3 separate regions of the Zea mays genome follow, and regions 1 and 3 are each linked to region 2. A link is a contact called in public Hi-C data. All regions are on one chromosome and are shown on one strand. Each heading gives the region's core, a stretch centred on a gene start, on an enhancer-like site or on the middle of the called end of the contact. The rest is flanking DNA. Distances are from core to core; before and after follow the strand shown.

Evidence for each region. A called contact is a pair of places that touch in the nucleus more often than the background predicts.
Region 1: a contact with region 2 is called in a Hi-C map of ear, with 3 times the contacts expected there. The contact joins the promoter of LOC100276733 here to the promoter of LOC103626910 in region 2. A contact is called at or near these places in 7 of 25 Hi-C or Micro-C datasets (ear, leaf and tassel) and 1 of 3 datasets of contacts at active chromatin or transcription factors (leaf).
Region 3: a contact with region 2 is called in a Hi-C map of ear, with 2.0 times the contacts expected there. The contact joins the promoter of LOC100273464 here to the promoter of LOC103626910 in region 2. A contact is called at or near these places in 3 of 25 Hi-C or Micro-C datasets (ear, endosperm and tassel).

The regions. Positions count from the first base shown.
Region 1 is chr5:134,962,783-134,966,086 of Zm-B73-REFERENCE-NAM-5.0, forward strand. It overlaps LOC100276733, which reads left to right and starts at 2,045. Exons shown (of 2, transcript NM_001371574.1): 1 at 2,045-2,584. The coding sequence starts at 2,189.
Region 2 is chr5:134,528,633-134,531,481 of Zm-B73-REFERENCE-NAM-5.0, forward strand. It overlaps LOC103626910 (LRR receptor kinase SERK2), which reads right to left and starts at 1,380. Exons shown (of 11, transcript XM_008647260.4): 1 at 1,000-1,380. The coding sequence starts at 1,105.
Region 3 is chr5:134,249,387-134,252,253 of Zm-B73-REFERENCE-NAM-5.0, forward strand. LOC100273464 (lysine ketoglutarate reductase trans-splicing protein) reads left to right here and starts at 1,345. Exons shown (of 14, transcript NM_001156498.2): 1 at 1,345-1,649; 2 at 2,008-2,123; 3 at 2,268-2,373; 4 at 2,463-2,606. The coding sequence starts at 2,092.

The DNA of each region.
Region 1 (3,304 bases), core at 795-3,294, 430 kb after region 2:
GAACAAGTCTTGAGAATTTAGCCTTGCTTCGACCAGTTTCTCTTCTGCGTGTATGCGCCGTCGATTCGAAGCTTCAAGCTTTGTTTTTGTGACCACAACATCTGCATGTCATCTCTAGCCGAAGGCATCATTCGGTATATGCTCTGCTACAATTTAAAATAGACTTGACAATGGTTAATGGATAAGCATTTTGAGGACCTTCGATTAAAGAGCCCCCCCCAACAACAGGTATCCTCATCTAACCTCCAGCAAACATGACACCGAGTATCTAGTCTCAAAGCTCTACTTGTAATCTTTATTTTCAAAATCTATAACACTATATAATTCATCAGTTAAAACTTTGCTAAACCCACCCAACCAAATCACCCTCACACCTATAAGCTTCCCTACGTACACCAAACAAATTGCACCCACAAATAACACACCCTCAAAATCAACGGTTCAGATCGCCCTCTCTCCCTCCCCTCATCACTCATATCCAATGGTCAGTGTTATTTGGATCATCCTTCCTCCCTCACTCACGCAGCATGATGCCCACCTATGTCTGGCATCTTCGCACCGTTGTTGCTCACAAGGGCACAACCACACATGCACAGTCGCTCTTCACCTCTTCCCTACGCTGCACACGCCGCCCGCCACTCACCTCGCCTGACAGCCTGAGTCACCTTTGCTCTGCATTGCGCCTACTGGCTACCTCTCACCTCTGCCCGTTGCGCTGTCCCGCCTCCATGACTCCATAGGCCACGGGCACGAGGCGAAGGAGGAAGACACCACTATCTCTTTGCCAATGGCGAGTTTGGAAATGCCAGTGGCCAGTTCTTTTCCCCAATCCTAGTGCGCAGTTATGTCCAACCATCCCCAATCTCCAGTGGCAAGCCGACAGTACAAGGTAACTGGGTAAGTACAATCTCTGATTTTGAAAAGAAGGATCTTCTAAATTTTAATTGGCATTTCTACAAAAGATACAATAATTGTCAAGAAAATTCTCAGTGAGCTTTATATGAATTTTTTATCTGTTTCTTATTCTATGTGTGTTGAGGTGAGAAATGATAAAGTTGTGCAACGAATGGTATAAAAAACTAAACATTGGCCATTGCTTGAAATACCAATTTAGAGGACCAAGACCATCTTTCCAATCCCTACTCTGCATATTCCAATTCCAAACTTAATGCAATGTTTAGGGTTGTGTATGTGGAAACTCAATTTTTAATGAAAACTGATGTAATTTATGGTTGTGAATGAAAAACATCTATCTGAAGTTGACTTGTGTCTACAAAAGCATTTAGATACTATTTTTGTGGTGCCCCCTCTTATTTCCCATTGTCCCCTTGAGATGAGATTACATTCATGTCTGTCCAATCAACCTTGCATGTTTTCACATTGCTATACCTTTCTGATAAATTTACAAAAGATCATATTTGGTGTGGATATGCTGATATCATGGGCCCTTTGGAGACATTCCATGGCTTCTTTAATGATGAAGATGAGAACTCATCTCTTCGAATAATATGGACAAGGGTTTCGTGATAAATGGGCATTTGCACACAATGTGTATGAACACCACCAGGCACAAGGATTTTTCAATACCGAATATCAGTCAAATATTGTCGATCCCCTTCTGAGAGTATTGAGGCTTCTTGATGAAGAGAGGGTAACAATACATCTAATATGTATCAACACTTGAAAAACAATACAATGTGTATGTTCATTTTCTATTAATTTCAGTGTTAGCACGATTTCAGAGATTAAGATAAGAAATAAAGATTCAAATTTTTGTACTCCCATTATCTCGATCACTTTATTGTATTTTAGATTAGATTTGTTATACAATTAGCTTACTAGTCTAGAGTAGAGTTTGAAAACCGTTAGGCATACTCTTAAGGCTAGCCTGGGAATTCTATTTTTCCAAAGAATTTATATTTTATCAAGAGAAAATAAACTAATTTCTCTTAAAAAATAAAAATATCGTGAGAAAATATGACAAACTAGCCCTTAGAAATTTAATACGACTGATTTCAAGAGGCGTCTACTTGTGACCCGACCCATAAACAAGTTTGGGGCTGGCCCAACCCTCAGCATACAGGCACGAAACCTCGCGCCGCCACCAAATCTCCAGCGAGCGAAGAGGCGGCTCCGGCGAGTGCGCGGCAACGACGAAGGCGTCGGGGCCAGTGGCGAGAGGAAGAGCATGCTGAAGTTCCTGTCCAAGGTGGTGGTGGAGTACTGCCCTCTGGACCCGCGGAAGGCGGCGGCAGTGGAGCTCCTCGCGCAGTGCAACGGCCGCAAGGCCAAGGACTCCAACCCGGCTTGCTCGGTCGAGCTCCGCCGCCTCCCCTCCCCAGCTCCGTCCACGGACCTCAAGTCGCAGCCGACTCTCCCGCCTCCGAGGGTCCTCGTGACCTACTTCACCGGAGCTGAAGAGGCCATCGTCTTTGCTGAGGGAGCTACGGCGCAGGGCATCCGGGACCAGATCGTCGCACGGGGCCGGCTCATCGATACGGAGAAGATGTTCCGCGACGGCGGGGAGAAGTGGCCCGTCGTCATCCCCGAGGAGGAGCTTGGCATGTCGTTCCCTGGCATCAAGGTACGGCATGTTTTCCTTTTTGTGCTTATCTTTCCATTTCGTCGAACGCCAGGCGTGCGTGGGTGTTTCTTTTCTTTCTACACTGCATTGAACACTCTCTGGATCATTTCTTTGTATTTGATGTGTCTGTTAAGGTATCCGTTGGGCATCTTGTGCGTTTTACCATTGTGTTTGTTTCGACCGGTGATGTAGTTTGTTTACACTGCTTATCGCTTTGTCGAACTCGAAATGAATGCATGGTTTGCTTGTCGCCGAAATTTGGTACTGCTTTTAGTGTGGTAATGCATCATGATCCAAATGTCTCTTCACAATTTGTTTGAACCATTAATTAAGTTTACTTCAAAAATGAATAGAAATAGAGCCCGATTCAAGGTTTTAAAGTCGGCTAGTCGACTCTAGTCGCCTGAGCACCGATAAGGTGACTAATCGCGATTAGTCATTGATTTGCTTGATTAGTCGAGCCTAGTCGACTCCTAATCGTCCTATAGTCGTCCACCTATAACAAGACCATATGTGTGTGCGCGTGCGCGCGCGTGTATAGCTGTAGCAGGACTACAGTACAACAATACACTATAGCTGTAGCAGACACGCACAATACTGCTGAACAAGTGAATAAGCAAAAGAACAAAGGGATTACCGTCTGAAGAGATGCTCATCTCGGTCTGAAGTTCAGAACAGACTATGAACTGTGAACTCTAAAGAAGTCTAATGTTCTTTGGA
Region 2 (2,849 bases), core at 130-2,629:
CGCTGTACCAAGAGAATCATGTTGACAGTTATATGCATCCTCAAGGTTTCTCCTAGATACAAGTCCATACACTATTGTTTTAATGTGAACATTGCCATATATATAGACCACCACAGTTATATGACTTAATTCCCATGTTTGTTCAGGTAATATTAAGGAACAATTGGATCTATACCATTAAAAGATCCAAACTTTAGATATATACCATGGACCCCACATGTCATTGACTCATGTGGACCCACATGTAAGTGAGATAGTAATGGTATGGATCCAAAGTGGTGATCTTTTAATGGTATGGATCCAAATTTCCCTAATATTAATGATCATGCTGATGTGCTTTGTATGAAATCATTGTACACCCATATTAAATGCTACGGTGAGCTGATTGCGGTTGCAGAAACATGTGGTATCATTATTATCAAGTATCTAAGTATAAGCTAATCTATGTTTCACATATACCACTAGCAAATGTCAATACATAAATATTCCAACCGCGATTTCGATAATCAGACAGCTGGCCTATCAAGGCGGCGCCTTTGCGCTAGGAGACACACTCCTACGAAGCCCAAACGCCAAATTGCCCGCCTAGCAGCTGCATAGCCAGGCTAACTGCTCCCCAGGTGCTCGGCACCCAACTAGTACCTAGCGCTTTCTAAGGGAGTGTTTGGTTACTAGGGACTAATTGTTAGTCCCTCCATTTTATTCCACTTTAGTCTATAAATTGCAAAATATGGAAACTATAACTCTATTTTAGTTTCCATATTTGACAATTTAATGACTAAAGAGGAATAAAATGGTGAGACTAAAAATTAGTCTCTAAAACCAAACACCCTCTAAAACACTGGTTATTATACAATACAGCAGCAGTTTAACAATACACAACTAAATTCCCGTTTGCTCAGCTAACAGGTACACAAAACACGCTCATGCGGACACAGAGGCAAGCGATGGCTGACGAGAGCGTCACCTTGGAGGAATGATAGGGCAGTGCAGTAGTACCTTGGCGATCGGATGCAGAGAAGCACGGCAAGGATATCACCAGAAGCAACACAACGAAGCGCAGCTCCCTCATCTTGCGTAGATCCCACTCCGGCCGGGCCTCCATTCTACTCCACCTAATCAGCCCAGCCGCGCTAGAGGGCCCCGGTGGCCGCGCCGCCCCCCGGGAGGGGGGGGGGAGGTGCAGCGCGTTGAGGAGAAGAGAGCGTCGAGTTCGAGCAAGGCGGACGGACGTCGGGATCGCGGAGGGGGCGGCCGCGGATTCGAGAGTTTCAGTGGGCTGGGGCTGGGATGAGCAAGCAGAAAGAAGAGCGGAGCAAGAACCTCGAGCACTTGTCCTTTCCTTTTTCCTTTTGTTTTCTTTTGTCCTTATTTTCTTTCAGGATGGGGATTATTCGGATTCGTGGGCCGAGCATTAACGGAAGAATGGCTGGATGGGGAAGCCTGTGACCGCTGCTGTCCTTCAGTCCTTGGGCCTTTCGACCCTCGCGCATTACCGTTTATTGGAGGCCTCCGCGCGCTCCACGGTTTCATCGCCTCTCCGCGCCTGATGCGTGTTGCGTCGCACCTGCGGGCAGGGCGTGCCGTGGGCTCCGCGGGCAGGGCTGCGGCGTGCGACGTTCGACGTGCTCGGCTCGCGACTTGTATAGGTGTACATTTGGGTCGGGTCTGGTAGGTCGACTTGAAGCATGAAAAAAAACACGGTCCAGGTACGGCACGACTCGAAATAATTTAGTGCCGGGCCGGGTTTAGGTCAAGGTCACAACCCATGGGCGGGCACGAGCACGGCCCGTTTAAAGTATGCACGAAATGACCCATATAGAGGCACGAAAAGACCTATATATTTATTAAAACCACACTTCATTCCACACTTTCATATACTTGATAAAGAACACAAAGCTAGAAATAATGCTAATTAGATGTTTTTTGTAGCTTTGAATTAGAGTGTGTGATGTAACTTTGCTTTTTTTATAAACATTAGACAATAAACTGAACTTATGAACTTTGTATAGAGCTGATTATACTCTTTTTCCTTCTAACAAAATAATTTATAAACAAGGTAGTCATTGTATAGCTATGGTAACTTTAATACAAACATTAAGTTTGATTTTGTTCAAATTTATTTGTCTTATCTTTTATCTGTTTTATTATTTTTTGAATTTAGGGCTCTAATGTGAATTTTGGGCCAAAAATTGAATTTTGGGTCGTAATGTGAATTTCGGACTTTTATAATTTCGGGCCGCCCGAAATGAGCCCGGCACGTTTAAGCAATTACGGGTCGGGCCATGGGCCGAGGGCTAGGCCCATGGGCCGGCCCGGCACGACCCGAAATTCAAACGGGCCGGGCCGGGCCGGACGGCCCGAATGTACACCTATACCTCCCAGTGTCGTACGCCACCGTGCCCTTGCGTTGTTCAGCCCATCACGTCCACTCTTGTCCGTTTGCCGCGCATATATATCCAACTTTTTTGCTTTTTTGTCCTTTTAAGAAAGATTTTCAAAACTACGTCCTTCCTAGTTTGAATTCAAAAAATAGATCCTTACCTCGGCGCCATCATTATTGGCACCGAGGTCACACATCTCAACTCCAATATAGATGGCGCCAAAATCTCGTTTCCATCAATAAGTTGGCACTTACGTTACGTGTCAGGGGGTCGGCACCGTGAGCATTGGCGCCGACCCCAATTTATTTACTCATATGACCGAGCTGCCTCCTGCTGGTATGGCAACTTTGCCACGACTCTAGCTTTATTTTTTTATTTTGTATTTTACTATTTACTCCTGTACTGCTGATCAATTTTCAATGGCGGCTCCTGCTGCAAACTGTCCAGAGTGATCTGACGTGAGGT
Region 3 (2,867 bases), core at 95-2,594, 280 kb before region 2:
CACTTGTAAGCGACGTCCAGTGTATGTGCGCGAGACCCGAACTGAGGAGTGGGCCCGTTGCGTCAGTCATAAGAGTGGGCTGCCACGCGCCAATGGGCCGCGGTGTTAAGGGCTACCGTTGTATGCTAGGTCGGGAAGAGGGATTCGGCCCACGGGTCGGCTTTACCTTTTTTCTTTTCTGTTTTCACTTTCCTAATTTCAAATCAAGTTTGAATTCAAATTTCGAATTACCTATAAATATAGTTCAAACTTCAAGCCAATTTAGATGCACAAATTAAAATCTCGGCATGGATGCAAAGTTTCTTTTACTTATTTATTACTTACTTTAATAAATGTCTCTAAATATAATATTGATGAAAGGAGTATTCACTCAAATAAATAGTCGAAAGTAAAGCGTAGATCCTGTCTGAATGAAAGAGATTTCGTAAGTAATTCAGTAAGTAAGGCAGATCCTTAATGCTGAAGAAGAGTTGGGATGCGATATGATAGCACTCCTATATTTTGAGAAGCTGCCCTCGAATTCCTTCGTTGAAAGAACGAAATTAGTATCGGAACTCCTACTTCTAACTGAAATTGGTAGCTGCAAAGTAAAGTTAAATAGCGAAAGGATAAGACAAGGGAAGGAGTCTCATTATTGCTATATTTTGACAAGCTAAATCCTCCTATTATTTATTTTTCTGAGATTAAAAATTATGTTTAAAATTTAAAAAGTCCAATCTAGATTTGAGTCATCGAAGTTTAATGCTATCCTTATTTATTTTTAAGATCATAACTCCAAAGTAGAAAAACATGTATTAAGGACAATTTAACCTATGTTTATTGAACAAAAATTTCTTGAATCCCAAAGATTTGGGGTTTTACATCTAGAGAAGCATGCTCATCAGTTTCGCCCGGGCACTTGCTGGGATGATGAGATTGAGGAGAAGCATCCTATACGTGTCGTGGATTCGTGTGGTTGGCCACGAGTTGATTATACAAAAATATAAGTTTTTTTAATGGGGTTGACACACGACGACCGTTGAACCTATTGGTTTACCGAGTAAAGAAATTATATAATTTTGTTACTAAAATCGGACGCGAAAAAACTTTCTTTTATTTGATCGTATAAATTATTGATCCGTGGAATGCATTTGGAAAAAATCGATAGCGCAGCACACCGGGGAAACAGGAGAGGATGCCACAATGTTAGAGCATTTTGACAAGGGTAGAACCGTAGAGCTCAGATAGGGCGTGGTGGTGATTTGTGAATGATTGCTTGCCATGTGTGGGACAACCAGATCCTGTGCTGCGCCCAGCTCAACAATCCCAAATTCCATTACTGCCCACCTGCATCGTCCTCTCTGTAGGCTGCGGTGTTTGCATCGTCCAAAACTCCAAATACATACATACAACATGCTAGCCTAGTCCTCTTCTAGTCGCCTCTACCCAGTTACTTGCATCGCCCCGTCAAGCACGCCGCCGGCACGCGGCCCTCGGTCTCCCCGCCGCGCCCTCTGCCTCCGCCCGAACAAAGCCGTCTCGCCGTCGCGTTGCCTTCCTTACCGTCCACCGCGGGCAGCCGTCCTAGTACTCGGTTGGTCCTCCCCTGCTGCCCTTCTACGGTGGAGGAGCGGAGATCCTGCCGTTTTCCGGCTGATTTCTTCTAATTGGTATGCCCGGGTTGATTTCACCGTGTCGTGATTTGTCCGGACGGTGCAAGTCCAAATCTTTCCTCGCCACTGCATAAAAATTTAAATTTTTGCTGCGAGATTCCGTCCCGGTCGTCTCAATCTCAAAGTCTATACGCGTCTCTTGTTAGACTAGTCGCAAGTTGGTCATGGCTTCGAGATCGACTTCTTAGTCTTCTCAAGTCTATACGCGTCTATTGACAGAAATAACAAAAAAGTTTCCCCCCCCTTTTCAGCATCGTACCCTGCTTAATAATTGCTCTGTTCGGCAAAATACCTTGCTTGGCAAGAAGATCTGATTTGTTCTTTCTCTCTCCCTCTTTTGGCTCAACAACTGCAGCGGGGCAAGTTCCGTGGATAGTCAATACTGCTTGTGCTGTTGAGCTAATATTAAGTTCCTGCTGGGAGAACTTCTGCAGTTCCTATGGCAAAGCCTCTCAATGGCAGTGGCCGTAGGTATGTTCACTACCACATCCACAAACTTCATAAGCAGTTCTTGTTCAGTCTGTAGATTTAACTGCTAGTGTACCTAATGTTGGGCAATTTTATGTCCTCGGTGCCACTCATCGTAATTTTACTGCCAATTTTTGTTATTAACAGCATGCCAAGATCGAATGAGGGAATGCGGCTCATATTTTCGGCAGTTGTAGGTGTCATGCTGGGTTACCTGTTTGGGATCTCCTTCCCTACAGTCAACATAACCAAGGTAAATTGACACACTTGCCTCTCTTGTTTTTGTGTCTCATATACTTGCTTTAGAGAAGGGGGAAAACACTACTCTAATGTGGCTTGCAGCTTCACTTCCCTTCGAGTATCATCTCTTATATCGAAGATAGGAACTCTGGCATCACAACCCAGACATTGTTGAACCATGCTTGGGCATCTGCAAACAATCATAAAAAGAATAGTTCTGAATCTAACACTGATGAAATTCCCGAGGTACTTCAACACACTACTGCCTTCTTGTGTTGCCATATTAGCTGTATACTTATATGTCTGTATTGGCCTAAATTAGGTATCGTATTTGTTATTTTTTGTGGTCCATTCCTAATTGTTTATTTTTATACATATGTTACTGCTGTGTCTCATGACAATGTTAATGTTAAGCTTACCAAGTATGTCAAGGGCTCAAGGCTGTAAATCTAGGGTCTCTTTTCAATGTCGATAGGTAGATCAACTATTACCTAATTACCTTCAAGG